2 separate regions of the Sus scrofa genome follow, and region 2 is linked to region 1. Evidence: chromatin contacts called from public HiChIP or PLAC-seq data. All regions are on one chromosome and are shown on one strand. Each heading gives the region's core, a stretch centred on a gene start, on an enhancer-like site or on the middle of the called end of the contact. The rest is flanking DNA. Distances are from core to core; before and after follow the strand shown.

The links. HiChIP or PLAC-seq counts read pairs in DNA pulled down with a chosen protein or histone mark.
Region 2: an H3K27ac HiChIP or PLAC-seq map of skeletal muscle shows a contact between it and region 1. The contact joins two enhancer-like sites. A contact is called at or near these places in 9 of 47 Hi-C or Micro-C datasets (alveolar macrophages, embryonic fibroblasts, fetal heart ventricle and 4 more) and 2 of 2 datasets of contacts at active chromatin or transcription factors (alveolar macrophages and skeletal muscle).

The regions. Positions count from the first base shown.
Region 1 is chr13:4,145,290-4,150,461 of Sscrofa11.1, forward strand. All of the region lies in intron 4 of PLCL2 (inactive phospholipase C-like protein 2), which reads left to right. Among named protein-coding and RNA genes, the nearest start is that of PLCL2, 160 kb to the left of the region's middle. Within about 2 kb of position 2,027, at least 7 of the 83 cell types and tissues checked have an H3K27ac peak or open chromatin away from gene starts, as enhancers often do. A contact at or near this core is called in skeletal muscle, where this site is marked.
Region 2 is chr13:4,266,093-4,271,264 of Sscrofa11.1, forward strand. All of the region lies in intron 19 of TBC1D5 (TBC1 domain family member 5), which reads right to left. Among named protein-coding and RNA genes, the nearest start is that of PLCL2, 280 kb to the left of the region's middle. Within about 2 kb of position 2,094, at least 4 of the 83 cell types and tissues checked have an H3K27ac peak or open chromatin away from gene starts, as enhancers often do. A contact at or near this core is called in skeletal muscle, where this site is marked.

The DNA.
Region 1 (5,172 bases), core at 777-3,276:
ACACCTGCCACCTGGACATTCACTGTCCACAAAGGCTTGTATGGCTCTCAAGATGGCCTTGGAGCTCCGGGGGTGTTTGGGGGGGGGGTGGAGGAGAGGTGTATCATTTTTGTAAGTCCATTGGCAAGTTTGAGATCGATGCCCGATGATTTGAGTTGGGAAGGAGATCTATCTGTGGTGTGTCACAGAGTCACAGAACCCATAGGAAAGAACAAAACTTTTTTTTGCCATCTAGCCACTCTCTTTTACAATGACTTCAGCGCTTCTGGGACTTTTTAATCACTGGAAACGGCCACAGTCGAAGCAGTGGCAGCAACCATGTGTCAGAGTGAGGGCAGCCTCAGGAGGACTCAGTGGAGTCATTTTCAATTGGAAACTGAGCGACAGCACAAGATAAGGGGAAGAAAAATCCAGAACTGAGACCATGTTATTCCTGTTATTATTAAACTTGTGTCACTCAAGGACTTAAAAGGATTAGCAAATTCCTTTTTTAACTATCAAAATTTGGGCTCCTGCAGTAAAAGAAGATTTGGTACATTGTCTATAATCAGACATAGGATCCTGACAACGTAGAACCACAGACTTGCTTATTCTGAGAACAGACTATTCCTACTTGATAGGGAAGTTTAAAAACAGAAAATGAAGTGGTATACAGAAATATAGTTATGTAAAATACATTAATATAGAAATAGTTCTTCTCATAATGATATCTATGAACAGAGAAGTTTTCCTTATACCAACATGGGGAGTTACTTTCAAAACAGGGCTTTTCTTTCTGGTTTCTTTCCAGCTTCATAAAATATGAACTTTAATTTTTACTTTGCCTTTTGTTGAAACTTCCTAGTTTTCATCTACGTGAGTCCTGTATCTACTCCTTATCTTAGGAATTCCATCTATCTACTTCTTGTCCTAGGAGTTCCCATCGTGGCACAGTGGAAATGAATCTGACTAGGAACCATGAGGTTTCGGGTTTGATCCCTGGCCTCGCTCAGTGGGTTAAGGATCTGGCGTTGCCGTGAGCTGTCCTGTAGGTTGCAAACATGGCTTGGATCTGGCATAGGCCAGCAGCTAGAGCTCCGATTAGACCCCTAGCCTGGGAACCCCCATGTGCCGTGGGTACGGCCCTAAAAAGACAGGGAAAAAACCCCAAAACCTTGTTTTAGAGTTGATCAAATTCATGAAATGGGTTTCTGGGCTATGTTAAATCTGTGGATTTTCTGAATGCATTAGTTCCAGAAATTTAGGAGGTACTGGTAACTGGACACTAATGTAAAATCCATTAGCAACAGCTATATTAAAGCAGCGTTTACTTCATACATAGTATGAGGGCCCATCCACGTGGTCAGTTTGCTGGGCCGGCAGTGGGATGTCTAATTTTGGTGCTGAGACTTATACCTGTGCATTTAATGGGACTTGATGAAATGAATGCACTTGCATTAATGCAGATAGCGCTTACAAAATTGGTTCTTGCATTGTACTGACATATTAATGTAATGCAGACAAAGGAAATAAGGTAACTTAAAGCAGTTTTTCCCTTTGACTCATCTCTCGATGTGTCACTCCCCACATATCTGCTTCTGTCTAGTCCAAGATACTTGTTCTAGTGTTTTCACATTAAATATAAATGATTGCTGTTTTTAAATAATGAATTGTTAAGTGGGGCCAAGTAAATGGTGTATTATTGTCATTTAAAAAATGTTGTCCCAAAGTGCTGTATAGTAGAGACACTTCTGGGCCCAGGCCAGTAGCTGAGATGTTGCTCCCGGTGTGTAGCACCCGTCAGGAGCTAGGAAACTCCCTTCTGCTTCCATCCAGCCTCTGGTTGGAATGTGCTTTCCTCTCCTCCACGGGTGTAGCTGCCGGCTAGTGGTCAAGACCTATTCCATTAACAGCAGAGGCCTTGAGTCACATGGATGCCAGTCCCACTGTTGATTACTTACAGACTTTTGCCTGTCAAACCACCTGGTCCTGGGAACATGGCTTCCCTCCTGTGTCCACAGTGTTCACATCTGTGAAACCAGCACCCCAACCCCCCACCCGGCATGGGCTTGGTGAGCATCAGAGGTCACGGAGAACACCCAGCACATACCTGATGCCGAGGAGGCGTTGAATGACTTTCATTTTGACTCAGTCAGCCAATACTTGTGCTATTTATACTCCTATCTTGTTATAAAGCAAAGTCCCAGCCCGAGACTGGTGCCCCATCCATCTAACAGCACCCCCGTAGGGTCCCTCCCTCCCCCGTGTCCACGATGCATGAAGCCACAGTTGTCACTGAATGAGAGCCAGGCATCAGCCCTCAGAGCAGCCGGTGGGGGCTCGGAGCCTGGGCTGGCACTGCCCTCTCTGCTGCTGGACCTTGAACCCAGTGCTCTTAATAGGAACCTTCAGCCTGGAGAGCTCCCTGAACAACACCTAGTTGGGCCCTTTACTCAAGGAGAACTCGGGCAAAGACTGCAGGAGGTGAGAATCAGTGGACCCAAGCTGTGGACAAGAACTATAAGTGATTTACCACAGACGAACTTAATTCTAAGTATGTGACTTAACAACTATAACAAGTTGACAACTGGCAGTTCCTTCTCCCATAGGGAGGGGTGTGTTCATTCAGTGACAGGTGTGCAGTGTGAATCATCTCTGCTGAGGTCTGGGGTGTGGTGGGGGGATTCTTCCTGCCAGACCCCAGTGCCGTTGATTGTTTCCTGTGTGCCCACCTTCTGCTGGGCTGCCTCCCTCTGGAATCTCCTCTGACACCCTCTGCGGGTGCCTGCTGCTGTTTACTTCCAAACCCGGGGCACTGGCTCCTCCCTGTGTTTGCATCCCTTACTTGCATCATTTGTATACCGCACCTAAGTCAGGGGGCGCCTTGATCCTCATGACAGAAGGATTTGGTGTTGAACTCTCCCACTGCCCTGTGCTGGCTCAGGAGCATGTGGGTGGCAGTGACGATGCCACATCTTACGTGATTCCTGTTTGCTCATGGTCCCAGGGCGTTCTGTTCTTGGTGAATTCTCAGCACCAAGCTCAGGGTCCCACACGCAGAGCCTCCGTACCTGATTGTCCCCAGAGTAAAGGGCTGGTCCTCCAGGTGTCACAGAGCCTAGGGGCAGAGGAGCGTCCCTCTCCAGACCCCCGAGGTGGACCTGCATTTCTTTAGCCTTGCATGTCTTTCATGGTTAAAAGGTACAGCCCTGCTTAACCTTCAGTGACTAAACTGCAAGATGTTTCTAAGAACGATAGTGCGGTTTGTCTCTCTGGGCTTTATCACACCAGGGTTTTCAAGCAGAACTAGTATCAGTAATGGGCGTGTGAAACATTGCCAGCAAGCATTGGAAAGGAAGGCACCCTCTTTCAGCCAATTCTGGGTGTCTAGAAGGTGCTCTGGAGGAGTCAGGGGGCGTCAACCTCGACATCGCCATTTGCAAGTTGCCGCTACCTGTGTCCTTTCCTCTAATCCCCACAGCCTCCTGAACCCTCAGGATTTCTTTTATTGAACTTGGTTTGCACGTAGGAAATGAGGTCTTCATGAAATTTGATAGCTCGTCCTCAGTGGCAGAGCTCAGGAGCCCATGTAGATCTGTGCTCGTTCAGCCCCCACACCACCCTCCTTGGGGAATCTCTCCGACACCTTTTCCCTCTGGTTGTCTGCATGTGTGAACCTGGGCTTGATCCTGCTGTGGTGTCCTCCTGCCTTGCCCTCTTGCTGTTACCACTCTTATCTTGCCCTTTAGTGTCATGGCCAGCCTCGTTTCATTGCTATTTCCCCCCCCATTTGAATGATGGCAGACCGGCTGGCCAGTTCTTTGATACTGAGCTGTGACAGCCATCATCCTGGCTGGAAGTCCTTGCTTCTTCATGTATTTTGTTTGGCTCAACATCAAAGCTGAAAAAGGTTACTGATGACGAGATGAACCTTTTCAGCATGCAAATTACGTAACGGTACAAATGACTTTATATCAGTACAATCGAGTACTTAGCTATTCATTTTTTATCACTGCCTGCTCAGTATGTCAAGCTGTAAAGTAGAATATTTTAATTTACAAGAATGACTCAGGTCTTGAAGAACAAACGTGAAAATACTGAATTCCAAAGTACCGCTAGGCTGTGGACTTCCTGAAGACAGGGTCCGTGTCTTGTAGGTCACTGTGTCCCCTGCTCAAGGGCTGACCCGGGGAGCCCTCCGCTGAATAGTGAACAAAGGCATAATGAACACCTGCTGGGCCCTCAAACCTCACGGTGTTTACTACAATTTTCTCACAACAGTGCAAGTTGATAAATGCTGTGTGACTCATTGTAAGAGTCTGGTGTACTTCTTAAGAGGCACGTAGATTATGCTTTAGTTTAAATAAGAATAACTAATAAAATATGGTGTTCTTTGAGTTACATAAATAATCCAACCCACATATATTTCATTTCTGTAAAATAATGACTATGGCAGTTTGTGATAAATACCATAAGGAAAAACAAGGCAGAACTTAAAGGAATGGAGAATGGTGGATTGGTATGTGTTATTAAAAATAGAATGGTCCTACAAATATCATATGAGATCACTAATGTGTGGAATCTGATAGAAATGCTGCAGTAGAACTTAGAGAGCAGAAACAGACTCAGAGGTTTCAAAACTAAATTTACGTTTATAAAAGGGGAGACATGGTGGGTGGAGGGATAAATTATGGGGTTGGGATTGATATACACACACTACTATATATAACATAGGGGAAACAAGGACCTACTGTATAGCACGGCACAGTTACTCAGTACCGTGTAATAACCTAAGTGGGAAAGGATCTGAGAAGGAATGGATATGTGTATACGTGTAACTGATTTACTTCACCGTACACCCCAAATTAACCCAACTTTGTAAGTCAACTATATTCCAGTAAAAATTTTTTAAGAAGGAAACGTAATAGAATGGTCATGTAAAAGAGATAATAATAGAATTTGTGAAATACAAAAAAAATGTGAAATATCTAGACATTTAAATACAGAATCCTGCACTTACGGCAAGGATCATAATTGTATCCATTGGAGTTGTGAGACCTGAATCTGGCTATCCCATTTTTCATAGCGATTTTAGAGCCCAAAAAGTTTACTTCAGACAGATCTTTTCCCAGTATTTTGATGAGTGAAATAATCGGTCGGCTATATCCTGATCCTTTTACTTATTTGAGCTTG
Region 2 (5,172 bases), core at 844-3,343, 120 kb after region 1:
CTTAACAAGCAGAGATTGTTAGGAAGTTTTTTTATTGCCACCACTAATTATTTTGGTTTATTTCTACTCCTCCCTGCTTAATGACACTGCAGGAAGTGTGTTGAGGAAAACACAAAGCGACTTCTCTAAAGCAGGCTAGGTATTGTCTCACTATCTCATTCCAGACTGGAAGCTGTTTATTTGGCCTCGTTTCTCAAAGCTGCTGTCAGAGTAGGGCAGGTAGGGGAATTCAGAACAAGGTATCCAGAACAAGAGCTGGTTCCTGACCGAGCGGGCTTGCTTGGGTCATCTAAGGCAGTAGGTGATGCCCAAGCAGCCTGGTGAAGCTGAAGGGAAGGCCAAGGGACCAATGAAAACAGAGCTTGGCACACAGTAGGCACTGAATAAATACCTGTTGAATAAGTGAATGAGATGATTCTACTTAGAGAACACAAGTTATGTGAACGAAATGGTACGACCTCCTTCTTTAAGATTCTATTTAAAGAACAATATTGTTCATGTGGCTCTGGTCTGCAGGAAAACATGGATTGAGCAACAGCCCAGAAGCAGAAGTCAGAACAGGCAAGCCCTTCCCTAGCTTTCTCTTCCCACAGGTATAAACCATGGGGCTTCCACAGCTAGAGATATACTCTGCAGCAAGGTATCTCTGGGATAACAAAACTCTTGTTAAAAAGCAGCCAGAGAGTGGGTGGTGGGAGCTCAGATTTTAATTTTAGGAAACTAATTTAAGTCCTATGAATTCTCACCACATCAAATGACCACATCACTATCCATTTAAGTGCAATAACGGACCAAGCTAAAGAGCAGATACTAAAAGTAAACAGCAGCCTTTCACGGAATCCCCGAGCTTGAAAAGCCCTAAACTAAAGGTCAGCTGGTTCAATTATCAGAACAGAGCCAGAAACTGTACCTGTGAAACGAGGAACCATATATAGAAGTAAGATCACATCCTTCTTTTGCCGCAGTATGTTTTTCTAAGATGTTAAGAGAACACACCATTCTTCTCCTAATCACAATATATTATTTTCTGTAAATTTATTTAAAAGCACAGATATCATGGTGACATATCACATTTAGAACAGTATTTTAATACTAGTAGTATGACTATATTTTAAACTAAGGAAGACATGAATTTCAATTGATACTACTTCCTTTTTTAGTGTGAATTTGAGTGGAGGATTCTGTTTTTTTTTTTAATAATGTTTTAATTTTTTCCATTATAGCTGGTTTACAGTGTTCTGTCTCTTTTCTACTGTACAGCATGGTGACCCAGTTACATATACATGTACACAGTCTTTTTTCTCACATTATCGTGCTCCATCATAAGTGACCAGACGTAGTTCCCAGTGCTACCAGCAGGATCTCAGTGCTAATCCATTCCAAAGGCAATAGTCTGCATCTATTAACCCCAACGGAGGATTTTTAAAGTTAGTCTAGACTTCCATTTAATACAGAATTCCTCTCTATAACATATTTTATCTAAAAGATTACACAATAAAAGATGAACCTAGCTACTTTAAATATTTATATATTTCTAAATTTCACAGGAGGTGCTGAATATGGGTTATTTTTATTTTGCATTTCTTAAATAAACCTTTTCTAGATTTTGAACAAATGGTTACAATAAATATTATCTTTTTATTTTAAGCCACTGTCAATTACTGTGCAGAGATTTGCCATGCTGAACTTTAATTCTGTTAATTAATTCATAATACAAAGCCTATACTTAAAAACATATTTCAAAATTGAGTTATAATTCTTTTAGGTAAAATGTAATAAGTACCTCTGGCTAATACATACAACAATATGCATAGAAACAACATATAATATAATCAGAGCTAATTTGTCAAATACTGTCACAAAGCACTAATGCCATAAAAAGAACACCTCAGCGTGAGCTGCCAAATAAAATGTGGTTAAAATAACCATAAAATATAGAGTGATCATGTTTTTCAAGGAAAGGGGCTGGGACAAACTTAATTAAAAAAAAAACAAAAAACAAAAAACCCCAAAACCTCACATCTTAGCCATATTCAGCACCGCCACCACTGTATGACATGTGAGGGGACTTTTGTTCTAAACAACAGTGCCACCCAGTGGCTGAACAATGGAGTGAACTGATAAACAGCATGAATGGAGGGCAGGCAAAAAGGAAAATGGAGTTTCGGAGGCGGCAATGAGAACACTGCAGGCAAAGAAACAGACCACAGTGCCATGGTAACTGTACCTGGGAGGTCAGTTAGAGTCTGGACAGGAACAGAAACCTGAGCATCACTTCCTGTAACTACATCGCCTGGATTTCATAAGAAAAAATAATTAGATTTCATAAAAAGGAAAAAAAATCAGCTTTTCTTTCATATTTAATGTTGTAATTCTTTTACTTATCAACCTAATTATTAAAAGTACAGTGAAACAGAAAATACAATCTTAGAAAGATGAATATAAAGTATTTTTTAAAGAAAATAATTTTTTAAAAGTGTTTCCCAAAAAGTTTTTGTGCATGTTTTCCTTAGAGAAAAAAACAAGTTTCTACTAGTCTGAAGCATAGGAATCTTTAGCAATCAAAAGATTTTGCTGAGCAGATTTTGTTATGCTACAAATAACAGCATGATTTTATATGTTCTTATTTTTTTAAAAATGTCTTTATCCATAAGTAAGTTACATGCATTTAAGAAGTAAGCATGCTTCTCAAATTGACTTCCTCCTACAACAGACAAAATTTATTTTTAACTAAACTTGAAGTCAGTTTCATCTGTGATAAAATAAAGACCTAAACAAGTTCTAATTTCATATTAGGTAATGAAAAGATTTCATAAGTTACCACATGCGCTTATAAATGTCAACATGTAAAAATAAATCTGTGAACTGCATACCCTTTAAACTTGATATGCTTATTATAGGCGAGATTTCATTTACAAATTGGACCTATAGTAAATGCTTAAAATGTTCAAATTCAAAGAAACAGACAAAGGAAGGGAGGGATAGAGGAATGCATTTTAAGACTACGGGAAAGAAAGGAAAAGGAAACACCATGCAGCATTTCACAGGAGCACTGAGAAGGAAGATTTTTGGGGTTCTCTGGTTTCTCTCCTGGGTGACAAAGTTCAACATGAAGCACAGTCACTACCAACAGACTCATCCCCTGGAGAGATCACTATCTGAAGTCCTACGCTATTTTGAGTTGAACAAGCTAAAAAAAGAGCCTTCTTAAAGGGAACCATATTTTCTATGTATAATAATGTATCAGCAACAGATCTGCTTTCCCTGTAACTTTTACACAATAGTAAAAAAAAATCAATTTTTGAATTATACAACAACCCTGGTCCCATGACACACTTGCTGCAATTATGATTTACAGTACAGCCAGCTCATCTGGAAATTATTGGGTTATAATTAGACCATCCCTATCAATTAACAGTACATGCATTTATATTCTCCTATAACTGAAACAAAATCTATAAATAGGTACTTACTCCAAACAAGTGATAAACAACTTTTAGTGGCACTTCTCAGGTCCTGAATTTTCATAAAATAGTTGGCTCTCTATTCACTGGTAAATGATGTGCCTCATTATCTGTACATTTGAAGATTTTCAGTTCTATGCTTGCTACCCACACTACTCTGCTGCTTCTGGATCACCCATTAATGTATATTTAGAGACTGAAAACTAATTTTAATATGGGATGTCACCAGGAAAATAATGGAGGCTCATCAGTGCTCTTTCAGGACCCACCCCAACACATACACCAACGGCAGAAGGCATTGCAAGCACCAGATATATGAATTCCAGGGGTTCCATAGAACTCTTCCCCTATATAAGCACAGCTCATCAACAGTTAACAAACCTATGAAAGTCATAAGCATTTCCATCTGTATAAACAACCATTTTTCAAAACAACTTTCAAAGTTTCCAACAGAGCACACTAAAAAGGCTGCCCTATATCTTTGCCTTGAAGGCACTAATCACATGCTGTTCCAAGATGGTCACAAGCCCTGTTCCAACGTGAGCCTTCTGAAGGGGAAACACTGTGCTCACTCATTTCTGGGGCTAGGTGACACCACTGCAGACTTGTCAGCGTCATAGCACAGGAGGACACTTGTGGGAAACCCCAGCACAAAGAACCAATACTGGAGAAGAGTTAATATATCTGTCACCAAGGAACCACAGGTTTTCGGAACTGGGAGGCTCCCTAGGGATCAGTCCAAACCTCTTATTGCAGGTGAGGAAGAGGGTCAGAGTGAATGAAATAAGGGCATCACACAGCCCGAGCTTCTACTGCTATAAACTCTTCCCCTTTCCTTTTATTTGATACTATTCAAAACTTTATGCAAGCATTAGCCAGACAATTTGTCTTCAAGGGTTTTTTGTTTTTGGCCGCACCTGCAGCATGTGAGCTTCCTAGGCTAGGGATTGAACCTGAGCCACAGCAGCAACCAGAGCCACAGCAGTGACACTGCAAGATCCTTAACTGCTAGGCCACCAGGGAACTCGATTTGTCTTTAATATGAAGGTAGACAAGCCTTTTCTAGGTTGACATGAGAAAACAAATCAGAAATAAAAAGGAGAGTTGCTAAACAAGACCACTGTTTTCCAGCGCAGGGATCAGTTACAAAATGCCCTAGTGACACTCATGTTCCAAATTCTTTGCTTAAGTGCTCTGTTGTTTCCGTATAACTGGGGACTTCGTTTTCATCAATTGTTGCATCCTCAAGCGCTTCATTTCTCACTTACTGTGATATTAATACTTGACATTTCCTTAGAGACACAACTTTATATTTCTATAGTCATTTGGCTTGGTTCCTCAGAAAATTTAAGCTACGGCATTAAGAGATTCTCTGACTCATTTGCCTGCCATCAGTTAGAATTACTACTGACGACAGCTTGTTATCAAAGCAATATTGAAATCATATTTGTTTAGAACAATAAAATGGTACAATTAAGAAATATATAAAATAGCATTCATTTCCATCCTGGAAGTGGGCATGTCTCCTGGCATTAAAATACATTTAACAATATGTAAATGATTTGAAGTCTCCTTTTCTTTAAATCACATGTGATAGCTCTACATCAAAAAGAGAATGTAATTTTAAAAGAGATATTCTTACGTAGGTAAATGGAATATTCTAAGAGAAATTTAAATAGTAATCACACAAAGTCTAATATTTCACATA